Linked DNA regions of Anser cygnoides: region 2 is linked to region 1. Evidence: chromatin contacts called from public Hi-C data. All regions are on one chromosome and are shown on one strand. The core of a region is the stretch at or near the end of the contact, and the rest is flanking DNA. Distances in the headings are between cores, read along the strand shown. Region 1 holds the start of FZD1 (frizzled class receptor 1). Region 2 has its middle 57 kb from the start of AKAP9.

Region 1 (6,240 bases), core at 220-2,719:
CGATGAACAGGTAGACGAACAGGGGGGCCAGCACGAAGCCCCGCAGCGCGTCCACGTTGTTGATGCCCACAAAGCAGACGCCGCTGAGCACGTCCCCGTCCACCTGCCCCAGGGCCAGGATGGTGATGGTCTTGATGGCCGGCACGGCCCAGGCGGCCAGGTGGAAGTACTGGGAGTTGGCCTCGATGGCCTCGTGGCCCCACTTCATGCCGGCGGCCAGGAACCAGGTGAGGGAGAGGATGACCCACCAGATGGAGCTGGCCATGCCGAAGAAGTAGAGCATCATGAAGAGGATGGTGCAGCCCTCCCGCTTTGTGCCCTGCGCCACGGTCCGGGAGCCGTCCTCAGCGAAGCGCTCGTTGCAGACCACCCTCTCCTCCAGCAGGAAGCCGGCGATGTAGGCCACGGCCACGGCCGTGTAGCATCCCGAGAGGAAGATGATGGGCCGCTCGGGGTAGCTGAACCGCTTCATGTCCACCAGGTAGGTGAGCACGGTGAAGAGGGTGGAGGCGCAGCAGAGCACCGACCAGATGCCGATCCAGGTGCGGGAGAAGCGCAGCTCCTCGGGCCCGAAGTACATGAGCCCGTAGAGGCGGCCGGGCTCGCAGGGCGCCCCGCAGTCCTTCTCGCCCAGGAAGCGGTAGTTCAGGTAAGAGGGCACCTTCAGCGCCCGCGGGCAGGAGAAGCGCCCACGGGGCTCGCCGGGCCCCGAGCCCCCGGCCCCGCCGCCGGCACCCCCGCGCTGGGGGTTGCTGGTCCAGCTCTCGGGGTGCAAGGCGGGCGTCGGGGTGCCGCGCTCGGAGGCGTTCTGCCCCACGCACAGCTCGCCGGCCCCGTGCACCGGGAACTTCTCGCAGCGCAGCGTGTCGGGCCACTGGAAGCCGAACTTGTTCATGAGGGCCTCGCAGCCCTGGCGGGCGCGCTCGCAAAGGGAGCGGCAGGGCGGCAGGGCCTGCTCCAGCACGGTGCAGACGGGCGCGTACATGGAGCAGAGGAAGAACTTGAGCTCGGCCGAGCACTGCACCTTGACCAGCGGGTAGAACTGGTGCACCTCCAGCCCCGCGTCCTCCTGGTTGGTGTGGCCCAGCAGGTTGGGCATGATGGTCTGGTTGTAGGCGATGTCGGTGCACAGCGGGATGGAGATGGGCTGGCAGTACCCGTGGTCCGGGATGGAGATGCCCCGCTCGCCGTTGTACTGCGGCGCGGGCGGCTGCCCCCCGGCCGGCAGCGCCGCCGCCCACAGCAGCAGCAGCGGCAGCAGCGGCACCGGCAGCAGCCGCCGGCACCGGCCGCCGCCAACTTCCCCGCCGCCCGCCGGCCCGCGCCGCTCGGCCATGCTCAGTCGCTGCCGGGCTCCCTCCGCCGCCGCCGCGCCGCTCCTCCGGGCCCCGAGCTGCGGCTCATGAAGGGAGCGGCGGGCAGGGACGGGGCAGCCCCGGCCGCCACTCGCGCTGCTGCTGCTGCTGCTGCTGCTCTGCCGCTGCCGCCCGCCCCGGCAGGCAGCGCCCGCCGCCCTCCCTCCGTGCCTGCCTCCCTCCCGCCGCCACCGCCTCCTAGCGCCGCCGCCGCCGCCGCCGCCCGACCATTTGTGCCGGCCCCCCGAGCCCGCGCGCCCTCCGACCGGTTTCCAGGCGCCCCGCAGTCTGCCTGCCCCGCCGGGGAGGGGCCTTGAAACCGACGCCGAAGTTTCCTGCGCAAGGGACCGGCTCCAGCGCCGCGCCCGGGGGCGGGCGCAAGGCGGCCGCGGGGCTGCCCCGCGCCGCGCACAAAGGCGGCGGGGCGGGACGGGGCGGGACGGGGCTGAGGGGGGGCCGGGCAGGGCCGCCCCGCGTCGAGCCCCCGCAGGGGGGAGACGAGCTCGGAGGGGTTGCGGGGGACAGGGGGGGTCCCGGGGAGCGCGGGCGGGCGGCACAAAGGGCGGGCGAAGCCCCTCACAAAGCGGCCGCCGCACGCTCCCCTCAGCGCGCCCCCCGCCGCGGAGCCGCAGGGAGGGGAAGGGAAGGGAGGGGGGGGGGCAAGTTGTGGCCGGAGGCTGGGCTGGGGGCACGGCAGGCCGGGCATCGCCCCCCGGGGACGGCCGCCCTGCTCGTCCCGGCCCGGTCGGTGATTCCGAAGGGGCAGGGGGCGGCGGAAGGGTGGGAGGAGGGGAGGGAGCGGGGAACAATAACGGGGGTCGGTGCGGGGCTTACATCGAGGGGATCCGGTGGTTGCAGCGACTTGGGCTGTTTGAGAGCTGAGCCCGCGAGAGCCGCCTCAGAAACATGCAGCTGGTGGTGTGAGACAGCCAAAACCCACCTCCCTCTCTCCAGAGACATCTTAAGGATCTCAGTACTCAGTTATTGTCAGTATTTCATCTACGTGTTCCTCCTAGAGCAACTACAGCACTAGCCTGAAACACAAAATAATCACGAAAATAGGGCGTCCCAGCCCCTCTTCCCCCATCTGCCCAACACGCAGCTATTTGAGCTTAATTTGAGATGAATGCTGTGTGACCTGAAGTACCTCCCGTCAGGTTTTTAAAGTGCTCGCTATGTCCTGAGAAAGGAGGGTTTTGCCAAGTGAATGGGCATACAGTAATTGCCAACAATGGCCATTTCTTTCGGCATGTCTGAGGCGCGTCCGCTGGTGCAGAATGGCCGTTCTGTTGGTTCTCCCAAAGTGCGCAGCCTGGAAAAATGGTGGAGGCTGAGCGGGGGATTTACCGGGCTCTCTGGAATTCAAGAAGAATAATAAACTGTGCTCCTGGAGGTGAGGAAGATCCCAGCACGTTTTCTAAACGCTCAGTAACCAAACCTCTGTGTCGTGGACATGAATGTCCTCGTATTTGTCTGACTGTTAATGCTGCCTTTCAGAGCAGAACCAGGCGCGAAACTTCCCTGGCCAGCTGTCTTGGTTCTCTGCGGCATGCTACGACCCTCTTCCCTTATAGGCTAATGGGCTGCAAAAATCCATTAGGAATAAGACAAGCCTAGTATGTACTTCTAGCTGTCATAGGTGGCAAGGGTTAATAAAAGACATCCGTATTTCTTGGATAGCTGCAGATAAAATTTGGGCCTGCTATTTAGGCCACTTTCTTTCTCCCAGCAGTGCTGTCCCACATTCAAACTAATTAAGAGCAAGATCTGTGCTGTATAACGACTGCTGGAGCAGGATTGTGTTTGGAAATTGCCCAACCTTAAATATGTTGATTGCTGATGTCCTCATTTACTGAGGTTCATTGAGTTCTGTCAAGAGCTCTCTTCTCCGAGGACTTCAGTTCAAAAGTGATGAGCACAAATGCTGTCTCTTTCCATCTCCTGCTGAAAAAAGGTTTGATTCCTTGTATAACATATTTACTGTTTTAATCTAGAGATTTTCCTCTTCACATCTGCCTCAGTAATTAAAATTACCCACTCCTTCCTAGCACAAAACCTGATTTATATTCAGCCTTAAATGATAGTATTGTTTTCCTATTCATTCTAAAATAATTGAACGCTGAATCTTTGGATAAGAACAGATATTATGCACACTCTTTCACAGAGAAAATAAGCGTGAATTTCTAGCCAGTGTCAGGAAGACTCTGTGGCTTTCCACATGTGGTTTCCACACCTGGGGATGCATCGCAGAATCCAGGAAAGGCAGTTAAGACATGCAAGTCCATCCTCAGTTGGCTTAAATTCTCTCTACAGGGGTCTGCATTTGAAATATTTATGAAATGCTCAGTTCTCAAACTGGGGGGAAAAATACAAATGAAAAGTCACTAAGTTGCTGTGTGCTGCAAGCCAGAAATGTGTTCTAGTGGAAGGATCGGTGCATGCGGGACAAGGTTTGTACTTACAGCTAATATCTTTTATCAGAGCAACTGGTATGGAAGGGAAAATAGACAAATTTGGGGGTTTACAAGCCATTTTTCGCAGTTCTGAAGAAGTAGCTACTAATGCTAAATGCAACTTGGGAACGACTGCTTAGAGCTCAGATATGGATATATCAGTGAGACCAGCTTAGAAAGGAGAAGTAGAAGCTGGAACGGATGGGGTGTTGGGGGGGATGGGAGAGCAAGGACTAAGAGCTGTTAAGTCCATGAATGTTCCTAGGACTTGTCAGTTTTAACTGTTTAATGATTTTTCACCTAACAGAAGATTTCCTATGTGGAAAGAATCTTCCCAGAAGCACTTGTCCTACATTTCAAGCACCCCAAACCACAAAACTCATCATTAGGAACATTATTCTCTGTGGCCCAAAACAGCAGGTCCGTTTAAACCATGCCTGAGCAAGAAACAAAAAATGTGTTGATGCCTATCTGCTACTACTGCAACAAATACCCCCTGCCACCAACCCATCAGCATCCTGATATTCCCTGTGCAGTTCCAGAAATGTAATGTACTTTGTCCTGTGTGTCACTGTGCTGCCAGTGAGCGAAAGTTTCCCACAAAACAATACATTCACCCCCTGCATCCATCACCCTCTTAACTCCCTCTGAAACAACAGACCATCAGGTAATTGTCTCTCCTTTTTGCTTAGCTTATAAATGCCATTTTTCCTCCCATCCACCTGTATGATTAACATCCTCTTTATTCTACAGATACCACCTTCTTCCTTTCCAAGCTGGCTTAATACCTGTAGTAAATCTTACTTGAAATTAGTAAATCTTAAGCAATCATTCTTAAGTGAAAGCTGCAGCTTGCATTTGTAACCCGAAGAAAAGCTTATAGGGCCCAAAAGCCAAGATACTGCTCCTTTTGTCGTATCCCAGTACTTGTGTACTAATTGTGTAGTACCCCAGTACTGCACATCACATCCACAGGAGAATATCACTGTGTACGTCTTGTTCTTGTAGTGATTCCGTAGGTATTCACCAGGAGTGACTTAGAGAGAGGAGACAGGACTGAATGCTACCTTTGCTTGGTTCAGTACAACAGTCATCGTGGTCTTACACAGGCATCTTGAGTTTTTGTTGAAGGACAGGCAGTCTTCCCCTTTGCCATGGAAATTCCATGCTAAAAGAAGTGAAAACTCAGACGTTAAAGTCATATCTTAAAATGAATTTCAGCTTTTTTTACTTCAAAACAATGTCCTATTGTTAATTAGAGTTGCCACTAGGGGAAATTAGGAGCTTGGCAGGAGGGAGGAGTACCAGATTTCGTCCTCAACCCTCTGTGTAACTAGGCTTCAGAACTAGGATGATAAAACACTGGAATTTTGCTTTCTGCCCATTGTAGGTGCTTACAGTCTCCATCTTGCATTGTTTCTATCCCAGTTGTATCGTCACCGTGCTGCTATCAGCAGGGTGCCTTTTTGTACTTTTTTACTTGTTATGAGGAAAGGGATGAAAACACAAATATTTGGAGAAAAACAAAAAAAAAAAAACATGAAGCTGTCAAATTATTAATTATGGGAAGAAATGAAGAAAAAAGTAGTTACACTATTTTCTTGTTTTCCTGTAAGTGATTGGCAGAAATAGGATAGAGTAAAAGTTTCCACAGCATTTTAGGAAAACTTACTTTTCTAGAGGAAATTATTCAGCTTTATATCACAGACCTATGCTGCGTACAGCCAGATATGCAATACAGCCACAAACTGTATGTGTGGTAAGGTTAGTAACCACCCAAATGAATGAAATCTAAAGACATGGTTACATAAATGTATGTTTGTCCACTAAATAAAAGCAAAAGATATACTCAGCTAACTACCTTTTAAGTTGATGATTTGGATTTCAAATGAGGGTTTAGAAGTCTGGTCATCCTAGTACAATGTGGCAAGTTAAATGTTGAATGATTTTTGTTTGATGCTGAGCATGAATTTTGCCTGATAAGAACAGTTAAGATTTTTAGATTCACATTCATGAAACCTCTCAGAGTGACCTAGGGGGTTCCACATGAAACAATACAGGTCCACAGTTTCAGGTGAGTCTCATTACAGCATCTCACTCCTCAGTGCTGGCAACACACATCACATCAAGTCCTCACTGTGCACAGACAAGGATGCTTGCTGGAGAATCAGTATGAACAATGTAAATGTTGTGAAATGAAGGACAGGTGATTACAGTGTCATACATCTGGAATTGTAACATAAAACAGGGTACCTCCTTCCATTGCCATATTAAAGCTACCATATATTTCTGATGATAAAATCCTTAATCCAGATGATACAGACTCCGTAAACTAAGTTGTGTTGACACAGAGATCTACAGACCAAAATTCTGGAGAAAAATTATCCAGGCAAGACTCCCAAGCAGCTTTTACACTTGCATAGTAAGATATA
Region 2 (6,755 bases), core at 2,324-4,823, 230 kb before region 1:
ATTTCTCACTCGAGTGGTAAAAAAAGTAAAGAAAGAAGCATGCTGCTTTGATTGCTTTTTTTGATGCTATAGGAAATCACTCTATCTAGAAATTGCAATAGACTGTCTGAGGTGAGCTATGATATATTAAAAGCACTGATCGAAGGAGATGATGAAGTTTACTTGTATAAAATCAGGCTTCTGGCATGTTAAAAAGGATGCCTAAACATACAGAAAAAACAAAAAACGTGAATTGTGAGAAAATGTATGGTTTTAGAATTATTTCCATTATTTTTATATTATTATTTTTATTTTTTGCTAGCTCTTCGATCATTGACTGAATGGCCAGCTAATGTGCAAAGGTCTCTGGTGTCTTGCAGCTGAATAGAAGTGGTAATTTAGTAGAAGCCATGAATAACTTGGTGCTTGTGATTCAATTCTACCTGACTCTTCACTTTGCATTTACCCAGACATGTGGTTGGGAGTCAAAGCTGACTTTTAGAGCTGTATAGAACACGTGCTCTGCTGGCACCAGTGAGGCTGAACTCAGCCAGGTTCAGAGGGTGGTGGTGAAGAGCGAAGGGCTTGGGACATTCTAATTCTGGGTATACCACAGTGAAGTGTAGTATGTATATATAGGTTCACCAGTTAAACTGACTGTTCTCCCAGGAGAATAAGAAGCATAAGAGATCGTTTTCTCTCTGCATGCTCCCATTCTCATGAGAGCTATTTCTATAGTAGGGATGACTTGATTAAGAGGTAAGTTCATTTCCTTCCTTGAGGCAGCACATGACTCTTCATAGGTTAGCATAAACTTCCAGTTACTGGCATGTTCTATGTCATGGATGGACAGAAGAAGGAGTTGTCTTGTGTGGGCAGGCTTCAGAAGATGTTGAGCTCATTCACTGGGGTGTAGAAGTGAACTAGACATAAATTCAGAAAAGGAGAAGGTAACATGGCCAGGCTTGAAGTCCTGTGTCATTTTGTACAGGAAGGGTACAAAATTCAACCCTTCTTACACTGGGAGTGCTCTGGAAGTCTTCCCTCATTTGAGCTGTGATTTGTGATAAGTCTGCTCTTTATTGTCATATGGACAAAAATGTTGATCTTTGTAAAAATTAGAGGCTGCTCCTCCTGATATTCTCAGACAGAAATTTTAAAGTGTATCTTCTTTTGCAATTCAGAACAAAAATACTTTTTTTTTTTTTTGTTATGGATAGCAAAATACAGTGTATTTAACAGGTGAATTAGATACAGATCCTTTCATGACTCTTAACTTTCCTCTCTTCTCAGGAAGACCTTTCTACAAAGCAACTCTTTGCAGAAAGTACACAGTAGGTAGAGGTCACTTTATGCTTGCTGTCTTTCTTCTGCTTTTTCTCTAAGGAACTGCTATTAATCACTGTCAGATGCAGGTTGCTGTGCTGATACGGTCTTCAGTCTCACTCAGTGATGTTCTGAAGTTATGCTCTTATGTATCCCAGTTTCCATACCAACTACTTGACTTTGCAGGCTCTTGGGAACTGTTTGCTGCAGATACAGTTTTCTAGAAACTGAAACCTGAGAATCACTTACATAAACTTTATAGATCTGCAATTTTATAAATTTCTACCTGTCTCCTCATCCAAGTCATCCTTCCTGCCTACTTTGTTTTATTCCCATCATTGCATCCACCAAGATGCCAGGTGTCTTGCTCCTTCTCCAAATACATTAATAATGTTGATAATGTTTTCTTGTCTCTCCCTTTCCTTCACAATAAAGAATTCATTTGTATCTCTTGATCCCGTAGACCACCTACTTTGGCTAATACTACATCAGACTGTTTTTTTTTTTCCTGATATTCTTGGACATCATTAGAACTAACATTAGTTCTGGTTCTTTCCTGTACCCACTAAACCACAGTACAGTTAGAACATTTTTTCTGTATTTGGGAGCTTATAAAAAGGGCAGCTCATTACCCTAACCAAAATGCTAAAACATGTTATATTTTGAATGTCTCCTTACACTCCCTTTCTGTCACAGGTGGTCAGTTTTGTAAAAGAAGAGGTGAAAGACTTGTAAGCCTATTAAAATTATTGAACATTGAAAAGACCAGCTAGTATAATTGCTGTCTGCCTGTTACGGAATGGTTATGGAATATCAAAAATGGGACTAGGTCTGGCTAGAAAATACTGAGAACTGGGTAACAAAAACACAAAACACAAAACACTGGGTAAAAACAAACACAAAAATTTGTGAAAATATGGAGGTAGGAACTTGATACCATTTCTAGTTGGCTTTCTTGTTGGTCTATCATTCTCTGTTGCTCAGTTTATTTAATGATAAACCATCTCTTGCTGATCCATCAAGCAGGACATGTAGTCCATCTTGAAAACCAGGCTTAAAAGGCCTGCTAGGGGACAACGATGAAAAGCTGAGAGTCTTCATTGACAACTAGGTATTCAAAATAATTTATTTGAAAACTATGGGAAAATAAATGGATGTCTATGTCGTAATTGAGTCTAGTCTTCTACAATCTTAATAAACATTGTCATTTTTGTTTTCTCCAGTTGTGCCATAGCATGCTAAAGTAAATTACTGGAGGGAGTATACATATGGAGAAGAAAAATGTTTTGGTTATGATGCCATCTGTCCAATGCTAGCTGACTGCTGAGGCAGTGGAAATGGAAATTAATATAATTCAGTTTATGTAATCTTCTTAAATCTCAAATTAAATTAACATCAGGATTGGCACTTTTTATACTGACTTGATGGCTGTGATTATAGTTCCTTCTTGCCTTCTCTAGTTTCATTTATTGTTAGTTGTTATTATATGTTCATTAAAAAGTAATTTAATAAATCATGGGATTTCCTGCCTATAAAACAATTATCAGAATGAAGAGTGACGGCAATGGTTGGGGAATATGCTGAAATTTGGTAGGTCTTTGTGAAGGTGAAGCAGGACACAGAATCCTTTCCATGTAATTAAAAAAAAAAACACTATTTAGTATAAAAAGTATATACTGCTTTCCTGTACTCTCCATAAATAAGTGAAGCAGGACTTGAGACATCTTCTGGGTTCTAATTCTGTCTCTACCATGGGTGAATGTAAAAAGGTCACTTGTGTCAATGTTTTTGGGAGCCAATGTTGAATTAATTTGTTGGTTATTCAAATGGAATGATAACTTGGCAATATCACGATGCTGGGGAAGGTAATTCACAATTCTCTTACACAGGTAAGTACTGAGGACTGTACTGAAATGATTTTAAGGAATCACCAACCAATTAATTAAAAAAAATCAGAGATCCTCTGGGTACCCAAATACACATTCTGAACTTCATTATGACATGGATGTTTGTGAAACCATTCAGGACCAGGTGCTTTTTAGTGGCCTTTCTGTACTGTTTGAATACGTCTATTCAAGTTGTTTAAAAGGTCTCCAATCAGAGAGTGAGAGTGAGGAACGGTGGAGGAAGCAATGAAAGGTTGGTGAGGGGGAGTAGGGGGAGCCTGAGAGAGAAAGAGAGAGATTGTTCATGCAGGCAGAGAGCATAGGAGCAATAACTGGGACTGTGTTTATACTGTCATGTTAGCTTAGGATTCAAGGTCACACTCAATGGTTTCCTCATTGCTTACACATTAACATTCACCCTGGCTGTCAGACAGAGCTTGGATCTGACCATGAACACAGCTGCATACACAATCTGCAAAAGCCTAACAATTTTGAGGTCTAGGAAGGAGTCAAAGTGTATATGGAGAGAACTGAAAGAGGCAGGACAGCTGAGGGATGCAGCGAGATAAATGATGGAGTGCTGGGCAAGGAAGGGTTAAGCTCAGGGGGCTTCAGGAGAAAGCAGGATGGTGGCCAGGCAGGCTGCGTTCAGAGACAGAGGAGGCAGTTGTCTTCTGCAAGCAGACTGTGTCAAGAGGCTTTTCCTTAACTTCACGGAGGTGCAGATCACCAGGAGCCACCCTTCTCATGTTGAAAGTGTGGAGAGAGCTACTGACAGAAGCCGTCTTCTCCAACAGCTCCTCCAGACAGCACACAGCCCGGGACACTACCCGCCCAAGAAGACTTGTGCTTCCCATCAGCAGTGGAGAGAACTTCTAAACAAGAAGATGCAACAACAGCAACAGCTGTCTTTGCAAGAGACAAAAATAAATAATTCCAGTTCATACAATATCTCTTTAAAACAGACAAATATTTCCTAGTAACAGCCATAGTGTGTGGAATTAACATAAATGAGCACTCTCTGAGGACAATGCAGCCTTCAGAGCCAGAGAACACACCTACATTGTGTATGATGTGTGCCTATATGACTCAAAGATAATATTTACAGCTGTGGTGGTTTGATTCCTCAGAGCATGCCATGAGCCTTCCTTTCACACTATATTATCCCAGGCTGCATTGTTCTGTAAGGGAGACACTGAGTCTGGCTCCCTTCGGAGTATGCTGGGAATCCAGAAATCGTGCATGCTGCACTGACTCCTACAGGATCACTCACATTCATCTCAGAGGTGGCAGGCTCATTACAGCCAGTAATTTCTCTTTCAAAACCTGGCTCCTCACCATCTTCATAAACCCTGAAGCAAATATAATAGTACCCTCAGGCCCTCAAGAATGCTCATATGGCAGGAATTTGGCATCTTCCAAATGTGATTCATAGGCTTATTCATTATGTTGTGCCCCTTAAAAAATCAAGAAGAGAGACCAGGTATACTGAATACATGAGTTCATTCCCATTTGATGAGGAAATACCTTTATTTGAGAGAACTTAACATTTCTGATAAATTTAGGATTGAAGGAGCTGGTGAATAAGTTGTTGAGCATAAACACGGGGAAAAAGAATTAGGGAAAATCAAAGACTGGAGAGAGGTGGACCAACTAGAAGACAGACTGAGATAAATAATGGAATAATAATTATAAATAAGAAGATTTAGAAGGAATAAAAAAGTGAACAAGGAACAGCAACCAGATAACTTCTGCAGTTAGGGGCAAACACCATGGCTCCCTATTGAAGTTACACAGTGGGAGGAGAGAAAATATCCTTGTGGCAGTTAGTTAGCACCGAGTGGCCACAGTTATGGTACCTAAACTTCATGTGTTAGATGATTACTCAGATTTACAGTGGCTGAGACACTCTTACAGACAAGTAAGAGCATCCAGGCACTTGTATATCAGGAGCAGAGGACAAATTCCTGTTAACAGTTTAGATTGTTCTTATGTTGCAATACTATCTAAGCCTAGCACTTATTTTTAAATGTTGCAGCTTTAGTCACTTACAAATATGGGACATGTCCACTAAAATATGATGTTTTGCAGCGACTTTAGACTTTTACTGTTCTGCATCTATTTCAATGGAAGGTATACTTCCATTGAAGATGTGTTATCTTCAAACAAAAGCCACAGTAAAAAGTTATGTTTACTTCCTGGAAATCAAAATGCCTTCAACACAAAGACAAGTGGTTACTCAGCATTCGATGATTTACTTTATCCAGATACTGCCTTTCTGCCTACCTGAAGGGGTAGCACAATAGACAGTTGTTGTTTAAAAAAAGGGCTTCAAATGAGAGACGGGGAAAAAGAAATACATGTAATGGCAAAAGTCTTTTACAGTGTGCAGTACTGGACAAATGTGTGGCATGAAAAGAAGAAAATAGGGTCAGAAAAAGAAAGGGACTCTTGGAAGGGAGACCTTAAAGGTGTTACTGAAGAAAATTGGAAACTTTGGAGGTCATTTGAGGTAAACAAAGATGTCATGATACTTGTAACAGAGAAAGTTTTACGTCCAGCAAATACAATTCACAGCCTTTTTAAAGACTTGCATAAAATTTGCTGGTGAGAGAGAAATATTTCTTCTCACCATGTGGTCATTCAAACCATGCTAACACACTGGCACCCTGTGCATGTTATGGGATTGCTTCTTGGTGAATACCAAATAATTACTCTTACCACTGAAGAGATTAATAGCATGAAAATTAAGCTTTTCTAAATGCAATCTTTATTATTAGAGCTCTGAGTGTGTTGCTGGGAATCCATAGCTCAGTGTTCAAAAAGTGCACAGTATGTACTGTGTTATCAGTATTTTAAAAGTTAAGAGTATGATGGGAATTTCAGCATTAAATGTAATCCCATATGAAACACTCTCCAGGAGCTAATCTATTGCCACTTCCGGTTTATATAACTAGATCAACCATAATGAATTAATAAAAATACATGGCAACTCCTCATGCACTTAGCAAAGCACGTAGCACTGACACATCCTTTAAAGGCTTATACAACACGTTTCTTTCGCCTACTGCCTAGGCTTTTTGAACATAGTGTCTTATTTTGGTGCCTGGAGTTTTCAGGTTTCCAGACTTGAGATGGTGTCTGATTTTCAGGAAGTCTCACCTTCAGAGAGGAATAAAGAGCCACAGTCAGTGGAAGTTAAAATTGCTCAGCCTTTGGAGATAAAAGGTCTGATGAACTGATTGTATTTTTGGAGTTATTTTCACTCAGTACAAGAGGACTGCAGGGAGTAGCACGGTCTCCCCACAACAGAACTGCTCAAGGTCCTGCTGTGTTTTCACCCTTGACAGAGGAAAATCCCCTTATCCTCAAGGTGGTGTGTATACTGGCAGTGAAAGGCAAAGGAGATATTGGTTCCTTTCATTTACTGAAAGCTATACTATTCCTTGAGAAAAGAGATGGGGGTGAGGTAGGGATGAGAATAATTGCCCAAACAACCTGTTCACAGTTCATGCAATAAGCCCTGCTCTATCCTTCTATCCTCTTCCCCATGTCATAAAGAGT

Evidence for each region. Hi-C and Micro-C count contacts between places; a contact is called where the count stands out from the background.
Region 2: a contact with region 1 is called in a Hi-C map of fetal liver, with 2.0 times the contacts expected there. The contact joins the enhancer-like site here to the promoter of FZD1 in region 1. A contact is called at or near these places in 2 of 7 Hi-C or Micro-C datasets (fetal liver and granulosa cells).

Annotation. Positions count from the first base shown.
Region 1 is chr2:24,654,205-24,660,444 of Taihu_goose_T2T_genome, reverse strand. FZD1 (frizzled class receptor 1) reads right to left here and starts at 1,469. Exons shown (of 2, transcript XM_048077531.2): 1 at 1-1,469. The coding sequence starts at 1,336.
Region 2 is chr2:24,882,284-24,889,038 of Taihu_goose_T2T_genome, reverse strand. No RefSeq gene overlaps it. Among named protein-coding and RNA genes, the nearest start is that of AKAP9, 57 kb to the left of the region's middle. Within about 2 kb of position 3,573, at least 1 of the 3 cell types and tissues checked has open chromatin away from gene starts, as enhancers often do. A contact at or near this core is called in fetal liver, where this site is marked.